Linked DNA regions of Zea mays: region 2 is linked to region 1. A link is a contact called in public Hi-C data. All regions are on one chromosome and are shown on one strand. Each heading gives the region's core, a stretch centred on a gene start, on an enhancer-like site or on the middle of the called end of the contact. The rest is flanking DNA. Distances are from core to core; before and after follow the strand shown.

Evidence for each region. Hi-C and Micro-C count contacts between places; a contact is called where the count stands out from the background.
Region 2: a contact with region 1 is called in a Hi-C map of leaf, with 4 times the contacts expected there. The contact joins the enhancer-like site here to the promoter of LOC100283532 in region 1. A contact is called at or near these places in 7 of 25 Hi-C or Micro-C datasets (bundle sheath, ear, endosperm and 3 more).

Annotation. Positions count from the first base shown.
Region 1 is chr4:125,437,474-125,442,059 of Zm-B73-REFERENCE-NAM-5.0, forward strand. It overlaps LOC100283532, which reads left to right and starts at 2,146. Exons shown (of 5, transcript NM_001156432.2): 1 at 2,146-2,415; 2 at 2,512-2,544; 3 at 3,715-3,943. The coding sequence starts at 2,301.
Region 2 is chr4:125,493,701-125,498,286 of Zm-B73-REFERENCE-NAM-5.0, forward strand. No RefSeq gene overlaps it. Among protein-coding and RNA genes, the nearest start is that of LOC100283532, 56 kb to the left of the region's middle. Within about 2 kb of position 1,896, at least 15 of the 20 cell types and tissues checked have an H3K27ac peak or open chromatin away from gene starts, as enhancers often do. A contact at or near this core is called in bundle sheath, ear, leaf and 2 more, where this site is marked.

The DNA.
Region 1 (4,586 bases), core at 896-3,395:
TGAGCAAGACTTAGAGTGTGCTAGAATTTGGTGCATCAGACAGTGTCCGGTGCGCCAGCCGAGACAGCCAGCAAACCGACCACTCTCGGGTTTCTGCCAGGCGCGCTCCACTATAATTCACCGGACTGTCCGGTGAGCCAGCGGAGCAACGGCTCCCTGCGTGACAATGGTCGACTGTGCAGAGCTACAGTGGTGAACTGTGCCACGACAAAAGTCAGAGCACAGAAGTCAGAGGGCACCGGACTGTCCGGTGCAGTAAGAAGACAAACGTCTACAATGGTCAACTGCTCTGAATCCTAACGGTTGCGCTGACGTGGCGCGCACCGGACAGTGCACAGTGACTGTCCGGTGCGCCCATCGCCAGCAGCCCTTGCCAACGGCTAGGAAGTGGTTGGGGGCTAAAATACCCCAACCACCTCATTCATTGGCATCCAAGTATTCTGAACATCCCACTCATTGCAAGATCAAAATACTTTACTCCAAGACACATTCAATAGATCAAATCCTCTCCAAGCCTCTAAATCAACTCAATTCCATTAGGGACTTGAGAGATGGTGTTTTGTGTTCTTTTGTTGCTCTTATTGCTTGGATTGACCTTTTTCTTTTTTCATTCTTATTCTCAAGTGCTTTGTAAGCGAAGCAAGTGACACCAAGTGTGTGGTGGTCCTTGCGGGGTCTTAGTGACCCGTGTGATTAAGGAAAAGTCTCATTCGATCTAAGTGACCGTTTGAGAGAGAGGGAAATGGTTGAAATAGACTCGGCCTTTGTGGACTCCTCAACGGGGACTAGGTTTTTTGGAACCGAACCTCGGTAAAACAAATCACCGTGTCTACTCGCTTTGATTCTCGTTTGATTTGTTTGCCCTTTCTCCTCTCTCTAACGTTTCCTTGCTAGTATTGATTTGAGTTCGCTCCCATACGTCATCTGCATCCTTTGAGCAACTCTTAGCAAGAAAAACAATCTTTCGGATTTGAATATAATTCTAACGCTAACCTCGGCCTTTAGTGTGTTAAAAATTTATAAATTTCAGGTTTCGCCTATTCACCCCCCTCTAGGCGACTTTCAATTGTACTAATATTTTTAAATAGTTTTGGAATACTAACGGTTTTAAGATGTCATGACACAACTGTAGTATTTTTAACATCACTCTTAACAATACGTGTTTGGAGACAAAATATTTCAAACCATAATATTTAGTATACATATGCAAGGCTAGCCATATATAAAATATTTAGGTTGGAGTGGAGTTTTAAATACTCCAAAAATATCATGGTATCTATAAAACCATAACATTATAACTAGAGTTTTTTACGAGATAGCCAAACACCTCTTATCAATAAATATGCTACCTTCGTTTCAAAATATGTTTCTTTCTAGGTTTTTTTGGTCCACATTCATTTTAATAATAATAAATACAGATATACGTGCAAATTACATTCACAGATTAACTAATAAATACATATTTAACATAAAACGAATTTTATTTTGGGACAAAGGAAATATTATAGTATTTTTCGTACCATGGTTTTAATTTTAAAACTCCAAAAATATTTCCTCCACACCTGCATAAAGAAAAGAGCGCACACTGCACACATCGAATCAACCCAACCGAATGCCCCCAATCCGTGTAATAGACGATGGTCCGAGTACGGTGGGCGAGCAGCATGGACCTTTGAGTTTGAGAGCGATGTGGGCACGGTGGGAGCACGAGCTCTGCTAATAGGAGTACAGGCTCCGTCGCCTCCGCCACTTGATTGAAGTGACGAACCGACGATTGCCCAGCAGTCTCGCTGAACCGGAAAGCGAAGTGTGGAACACGAAACCGAGTGCGACGGAAGAAGAGGAGCCGGATCCGGCAAGGGAAGTGGAACATGGAAAACAACTCAAATGGGCTCGTTTTCAGTAGATGCGGCCCATGATTTGGTGAAAAAAACCGGCCCAATCACGTCACGTCCGTCAAGCCAATCTTGATCAGCAAGGTGGGTCCATGACTAATCTTGGCCTAGCTTCTGTAGTGCGCGGAAAGCCGAGCCCAGTTCACGGGCCCACTATCCTTTTGCAGTTTTGCTCCCACAGTGCCCCTTGCTTGAAAGCGAACTGGAACATGTTTTGGACGACGAGCACCTCGTGGTTTCCGCTTTTCCCAAATTGCCCCTCTGAAATCCTCGCAGGCCTACGGTCTCGCGGTATTGCGCTTCTCGTCTTCTCTAATCCTCTTCTGCTCCCTCCACTACCAGTCCACCACCACCACTGCTACCATCGGTTCCCCAAACCCTAGCCAAGGGACACGGTGGCCAGCGATGGACGGCGACAGAGAAGGCGCTGCGGCGGTGCACCACCACGCGCGCTCCCCCGAGGACGTCTTCCGCGATTTCCGCGCGCGCCGCGCCGGCATCGTCAAGGCACTCACCACGGGTCAGCTTGTCTCACGCATTTCCTGCCTCCTCCTGTTTGTCCTCTTGGTTTGTGGATGCTTCTCTGATGCTACAGCTGCTTCCGTGGTGCGCGCAGATGTGGAGAAGTTCTATCAGCAGTGCGATCCAGGTGACGCGCCCGACTTTGCTCCCCTCTTTTTTTTCCCGTCCGTCTGTACTGCTCTTATCTTCGAGCTAAGCTTCGCCTTTCACTATATGCCGATCCGGCGTTTGTTTATGGAGCTCGATCCGGTTGCCGTTTAGAGATTCGTCGGATTATTTAAGGACGAATAGTGGTATTGTTAGCCCTTTACTTTTGTCAGATATGTAAGTTTATTCTGTAATTGATCTCACCCTCCAATCTGTTAAGATCATCAATTCAAGGCCGTAAGCTAAAGAAACTTGCGTAGATGAGTACGTCAATTAAAGGAAGTGCTTGGTAAATGGCATGGTTATGTAATTTAAAGTCCTATAATATGCTCCAGCTGCGGTCATTTGAATTTCAGTTTACATGCATAATGCTTTGATTGTACGTAAAAAAAACCATGTACATTACATAATAAAGGGGATTGACCAATTTGCATTTCCGTTTACATGCATAATGCTTGGGTTGTACGTAACAAACCATGTACCTTGCATAATGAAGGGGATTGACCAATCACAGTGCAGTATCACTTGATGGGACACACGATCATTTGGCTCATGTTGGTGTATGTCGGTATTTGCTGAAAGTTGCAGCCTCAGTAGAGTTGAATTGTACTCATTGTCATTGGTTACCATGGGCCTATTCATTTAAACCCTCAGATAGATGCCGTTTTGAGCTACAATCTGTTACTGCTGCTGTGAGGATTGAAATCTGGTTAAAACTATAAAAGCTAGCAAAATTGATGTAGTGCTTTTGACATGATATATCATGTAACCTGGTTTTTCCAGGTTGCCCTCCTGTGAATGAAAAAAGAATGAGAAGTAATATATGTTAGTAGAAGGAATTACAAATTGTATGAAGAATTGTGAAGTGGAGACAAGATAAAAGTCAGATGCAGACATTAATGGTGACTGGCCTAATATTGCTCAATGTCCACAAGTAATCCTGACATACATTCATGGAAAACAGTTATGAGTAAAGTGGCTTCTAGTCATCATTGCAGCATCTGTTTTACTTGATTAACATTTTTTAATAGCATCCTTGCTCTGCTGTCTACTGATGTTCAGTAACATGTCATAACTAGTGACGTGAACATATCAGATTCCATTTCCTTTGTTTTGTCCTGTTGACATATTTCTTTCCTTTTTATGCCAGAGAAAGAGAACTTGTGCCTTTATGGTTTGCCAAATGAGACTTGGGAGGTTACTCTTCCAGCTGAGGAAGTACCTCCTGAGCTTCCAGAACCAGCACTGGGCATAAACTTTGCCCGTGATGGAATGGTTGAAAAAGACTGGTTGTCTCTAGTTGCAGTTCATAGTGATGCGTGGCTCCTGTCTGTTGCATTCTACTTTGGAGCTCGCTTTGGATTTGATAAAGATGCAAGGTTTGTGTATTGTTTTTATTACAAAGGTTTAATTCATTTTCTTTGTGCTTTTATTCACCTCTTTACTGTATTTGTGTTTCCCTTTCATGTTTTTTTATTACAATATGGAACTTAGATACCTTTGGTCACAGTTTTGTTTCTATAATTTATTTTCATTTTTTTGGAAAAATGTTTTTCTTGACGCAAACGGCCCGGGGGGGGGGGGATATATTGTTCTTGTGTCTTGCTATGGGAATGGTTCAGGAGGGGGGAAGTGAGGCAGGGGGTGTTTGCTTCCAGAGGTTCTGGAGGCATCAGTTGCTGTGGGGAGATGCATATGTTGCTTCCACAGGTTGTGGAGGCATCAGATGCTATCGTGGAAACTGGACATTGGAGAGGGATCGTTGGGTTTTGTGGGCAAGAGTATTGTGGTGGTGCATTAGGGAAATGATGTAGGGAATGTGAGAGTTCAGGTATAAGACTGTGCTCAGTGGAAGGCTCCCTGCCATTATGCCATAGTTGTGGGGCGTCCCATTTCTAGGTGAGATGGGATTCCCTTAATTAGGTAATCTCCATTTTATTTTCCATTTATTATATCTGCAGCTATCTATCTTCCATTCTTTTGCTCATGATGCTCCTACCTCTCTCGTTGGAAAATTTATGT
Region 2 (4,586 bases), core at 646-3,145, 56 kb after region 1:
GGAGGTATTGTAACAAAGTGTAATACCACATATTGGTGTATAACTTTTATTAAATTCCATGCCCCTAAAGCTGTGTGGAACTGGTAGAAAAATTGGTCCAAAGATCCTATGCTTTAATCTGGATTCCTAGACTTGATGCAAATTCAGACTCTGAAATTGTGTATTTGGTCCAATTTGGGGATGTGAGTGTGTTTGATCTATGAGGTATTAAGCTATACTCCTTGTAATAAAGTTGTAGAGTATCTATCAGGGTACAAGTTTGTTTAAGAGAGATTGACTTGGTACTACATAAAAAGAGGAATAAAGCCTGCTTGAACACGGGCTGTCAGAGTGTGTGAGGTGTCTGATTTTGTTCAGACTAAGGTAACCCTGACAGTGTGTTTTTGTAAACTTTGGAGCCCTGTTGTGCTTGATCCATGAGATTTTGAGCCATAGTGTTTATTCCAAGTTCGTAGACCATAGGAAGGGGAACAAACTTCTTGTGTATGTGAGGTTTGGTGCTATACAACTAGAGAGTAAAATGCCCTCAAAGGTACCCTGTCAGACTGAGTAACACATTCAGTTTCAGCTAACTGAATTTGGTTTCAGTGAATTGAGGTCGACTTTGGGGCATTCTAACTTGTGATTCTTGTGTAATTAGCCCTAGAAGACTATAGTAAAGTTGAAGACCTATAGTTGGTGCACCAATTTTCTTAAGTAAGATAGGCCTGTTCTTATGGGAAGAGGGGAGGAACTTGGCTCAGTAGTGAACTGAAGAAGTTCAGAACAGTCCAAATCCCTGAAAATATCTCCATCCACTAACTACTCTAGGTGTTTCTGGTGTGGGCTAACTAAAAGAACTCGTTGCCTGGAAGGGGGGGGGGGGGGGGGTTCACTTGCTACAACTCCACCATGCCTGGGATAAACATGGAGATGTAAAAATCATCCCCTAGCTGACTCAGCTGCTTGGATGCCTCTTTGCTGTCCCACATGCAGAAAAAGGAGTTGGCCACATCTTTTGTCTTCCCTGTGCTTTCCCCATACGTGGTGCTCATGCAGAAGGATTGGGGGACGTATTAGTGTAGTTGGACTCTTGTTAAACTCTAGTAAAGACCCCAACAGCTCCAGCTCTCTAAACTATTTACCTTGGTGAGTTATGGCACCAAATTGAACACCCTGTGTTTCTATCGGTTTCCCGCCTCTCTCACCGTGCCATACCATTCCCATACACCTATGCTAAGCCCTTAAGCTTTTCCCAGTTCCTTGGTCTCACTGCATCAGCTTGAACACGAGTTTGCCTTGGAGGGGGTGACCATACAGGGTGACTGCCCACCTCCCCGTGGTCAGCCTTCCCTAGAAGGTAATATGTTCGAGTTGTTCGCGTTTCATAACCCATGTGGGATGGTGATGCTCACGGCATTGCCCTTTTGAATGCTACTGTGGTATCCCGTCCAGAACGCCATCGATTTTGTCTAGATTACCGCCGCAGACCACCTTTGCGTGGACTGACCAAACCATGCCCTTCCCGGGTAAACTCATGTGAGCAACGTGCACTAGATAGATCACTCGTGCTCACCATAATCTTGGATTGAATGCTACCATGTCCTAGAACTGGGTTCGGGCTCGCCGAAGCTCGGTATGCCGCCACCGCCAGGGATAGTCAGGCTATATGTCATCTTAGTCCGATTCACTGCGGGTTATGGGTGTGTCAGCCTCGAGGATCACGTCTGGGTGTTTATCTTCGTTGGAGGAGGCCGTCACCGGTGAGTTTGCACGGCGGTTGGCCGGCGCTCGTCGGGGTTAGATCGAGGACCGGAGTTTGTGAAGAAAGAAAAACAAAAGGGCCTCGGTGCACATGTCAGTGAGACACAACAATAGGGTTTTAGGCTCTTAATGAGTTGTTGGGTTCCACGAGGGTCTTGGTAGAAAAGGCGCAGCACGGGCACGGCCTCTAGGATGCGGGCCAGTTCCACGTGGGCGCGAATTGGGTGGGCAGGTTTCGGCCCGGGACTATTCACCGATTTCCTTTTTCTTTTTCCTGGGGAAGGGTAAAATCCACCAGAAAATTTATAAAAATGCAAAAATTGTGAAACCAATTTTATAGAGTCCATAAAAATATGTAGTTTCTGTTAAAAATAATGTTTTTTGATTTTTACAATTGAAAGAGAGTTTTAGCTAATTTAAAAGTGTCTCTAGAAAGCTTAAATGAATTACAGAAGTAAATCCTAAGCACAAAACATTATGAAAATCTGTGAAGAAATTAATTGCCACTATATTAGCTCCTGGTAAAAATTTGGACCTGTTTGGAGTTGATGTGTTTAGAAGACCACAAACTAGCTAAATGTGAATATTTAAACCCCTAAACCTTGCTACTAATATAGGTTTAGACAAAACTTAAGCCATAAAAAATGTTAAGCAACCAGGTTGACAAACTTTAGAATATTTAGTTCTCTGGTTTTCTGAAATAAGTTCAGTTTGGTCCCTTTGAGCAAATATTAAGTAACCTAGAAGTATGAGTTTAATTGTCATATGCTCATTCAAGAGTAATTAGGCTTTCCACCTCTCCTTTGTGAGATTTTGCATGGCATATCGTTACATAAGCATTCATATACTTGTGATTTACTTGTAGAACACCTAAAAGAAGAAGTTAAAGTGGAAGTGGAAGAGGAACCAGTTCTTCCAACTAAAGTTGTTCCCGAAGGTCCTCCAATAGGTTTTGCTGCCAACTACAATATTTTGGTAGAAGAGCCTGACTCTCCTCCTCATCAAGGCAAGCCCCAGTGCATTTAACAAATTCCTTGTGATTTTCAAAATTGTTATCACTTATATGATGCATTAGGTGATAGGAGTTGAATGATTAAACCTTTGTTGCATAACTTCCTTAAACTATTGATTATCATCCTTGATACCTGATTTAAAAAGCTAGACATGCTTAGTATGCTTATAGATTAAGAACAAAATGTTTTGATGTATGAATCATGTTTTTACAAAGAAAAGGGGCTTGGAGTGATGAAGGTATCAAAGGAATTGATGACTTCATCATTCAAGCATGGTACCTCTAATAGGTACAAGGTTATGAGAAATAATTTAAATTGAGATCAGACGTTGAGCAGGAATGGTCGCCTGTCTGTGTCGTTTAAGGACCCCAACGATTGTTGGCCTGCTGATCTAGGACCCTTTTACTGGCCATATGCCTCGTCATGTGTAAGCTTTGCCTCGGTCGGACCAATACCAGAACAGCTTGCACACACTGGGAGCAGAGAGGTGGCGGGAGTAACATGTACCCACCTAGCAAGTGGTTGGATGGTGGGGTACTGTGCTCTTGGGTCATGTGAACTCGTACTGGTCTTGAGAAAACCGCATGCGAGTTGACATATGAAAGGGTTAAGTGCTACATATGTCGTGTGGTTGGAGATCCCCAACTAGGTATTAATCGATTCTGATCACCATTACTTCTCGGATATGAAGACTAGATCTTCGACCCTCATCGTAGATAAGAAATAAAACAAGTTTGTGTTATATAAATGAAAGCTAGATTAGGCCAAGTGAATGAGCTAGAATAGGCCAATCTAGAGAAAGGTAATAACTTAACTTGAAAAGTAAAAGCTGGCCTAAGGATCAAATAATAGTAAGCTCTTATGCAAAACTTGAGTCATTGAACATTGATGACCTTTGCCTTCATTCCTAAATCAGTCAGCATATCCTTGAGAGTCTTTTCTTTAGTCGGGTCAGTCTTGCTGAGTAATTGCGTATTCAGGGTTTTATTCCCCATGTCGTTGTAGGAGAGGTTCTTGACACGTTTGAGTTCTATTAGGCTCACCATGGAGACCTTTTCTTATGTTTTGTTTATGTGTGTGCTTGTGGGAAGAAGGCATCTTCCCAAGTTATGTAATAAGTTAGCACTTTGACTCTACCACGGGCATGTAATAATAAACACTACTTGGTTTGGAAACTTAAAAGTTTGCTAATGTCTATTATCTTATTGTAAAGTCTTCCGCTCAAATTCCTATGTTTAAAGTTTATATTCATGTTTTCATGATGTATGGTTATTGTAATGTTCGCAATTACAGGTGAATGATCCTTGGAAATGAATAAGTTCATCGAAACTCGGCACCCCGAGTAAGTTATCTGATTCACTTACATATCCATCTGAGGCCTTAAAGGCAAACATGGGTGTATGTTGGCCCGATAATTTGGTTGGGTTGTGACAGCTGGTATCGGAGCATACGCCCTTTCTTGTGAACAATAGAATACTCTTTTGAACATATCTTCAAAATAATTTGAGTCCAAATGATTTTTGGAAAAATCTAAACTTGATTACATGCCTCGTAGTAACAGTGCAAATAGTACTATAGTAAGCTAAGGACTAATAGGTGGCTTAGCTTAAGGTACTAACCACTAACCCACAACTGGGAAGGGTAATACATACATGTGTAATGTTATTTTCGAGCCATTAAGTTTTGGATGGATCGACGACAAGGTAAGGTGAGCTGCGAAAGCGTGACCGAACAAATGTCGGTCTAGGGGAGTGCTTAAATGTGGCGCTTGACTATATACATATTTTCATATGTGTATATACGAAGGCTACGATATGGAGTATTTATTTT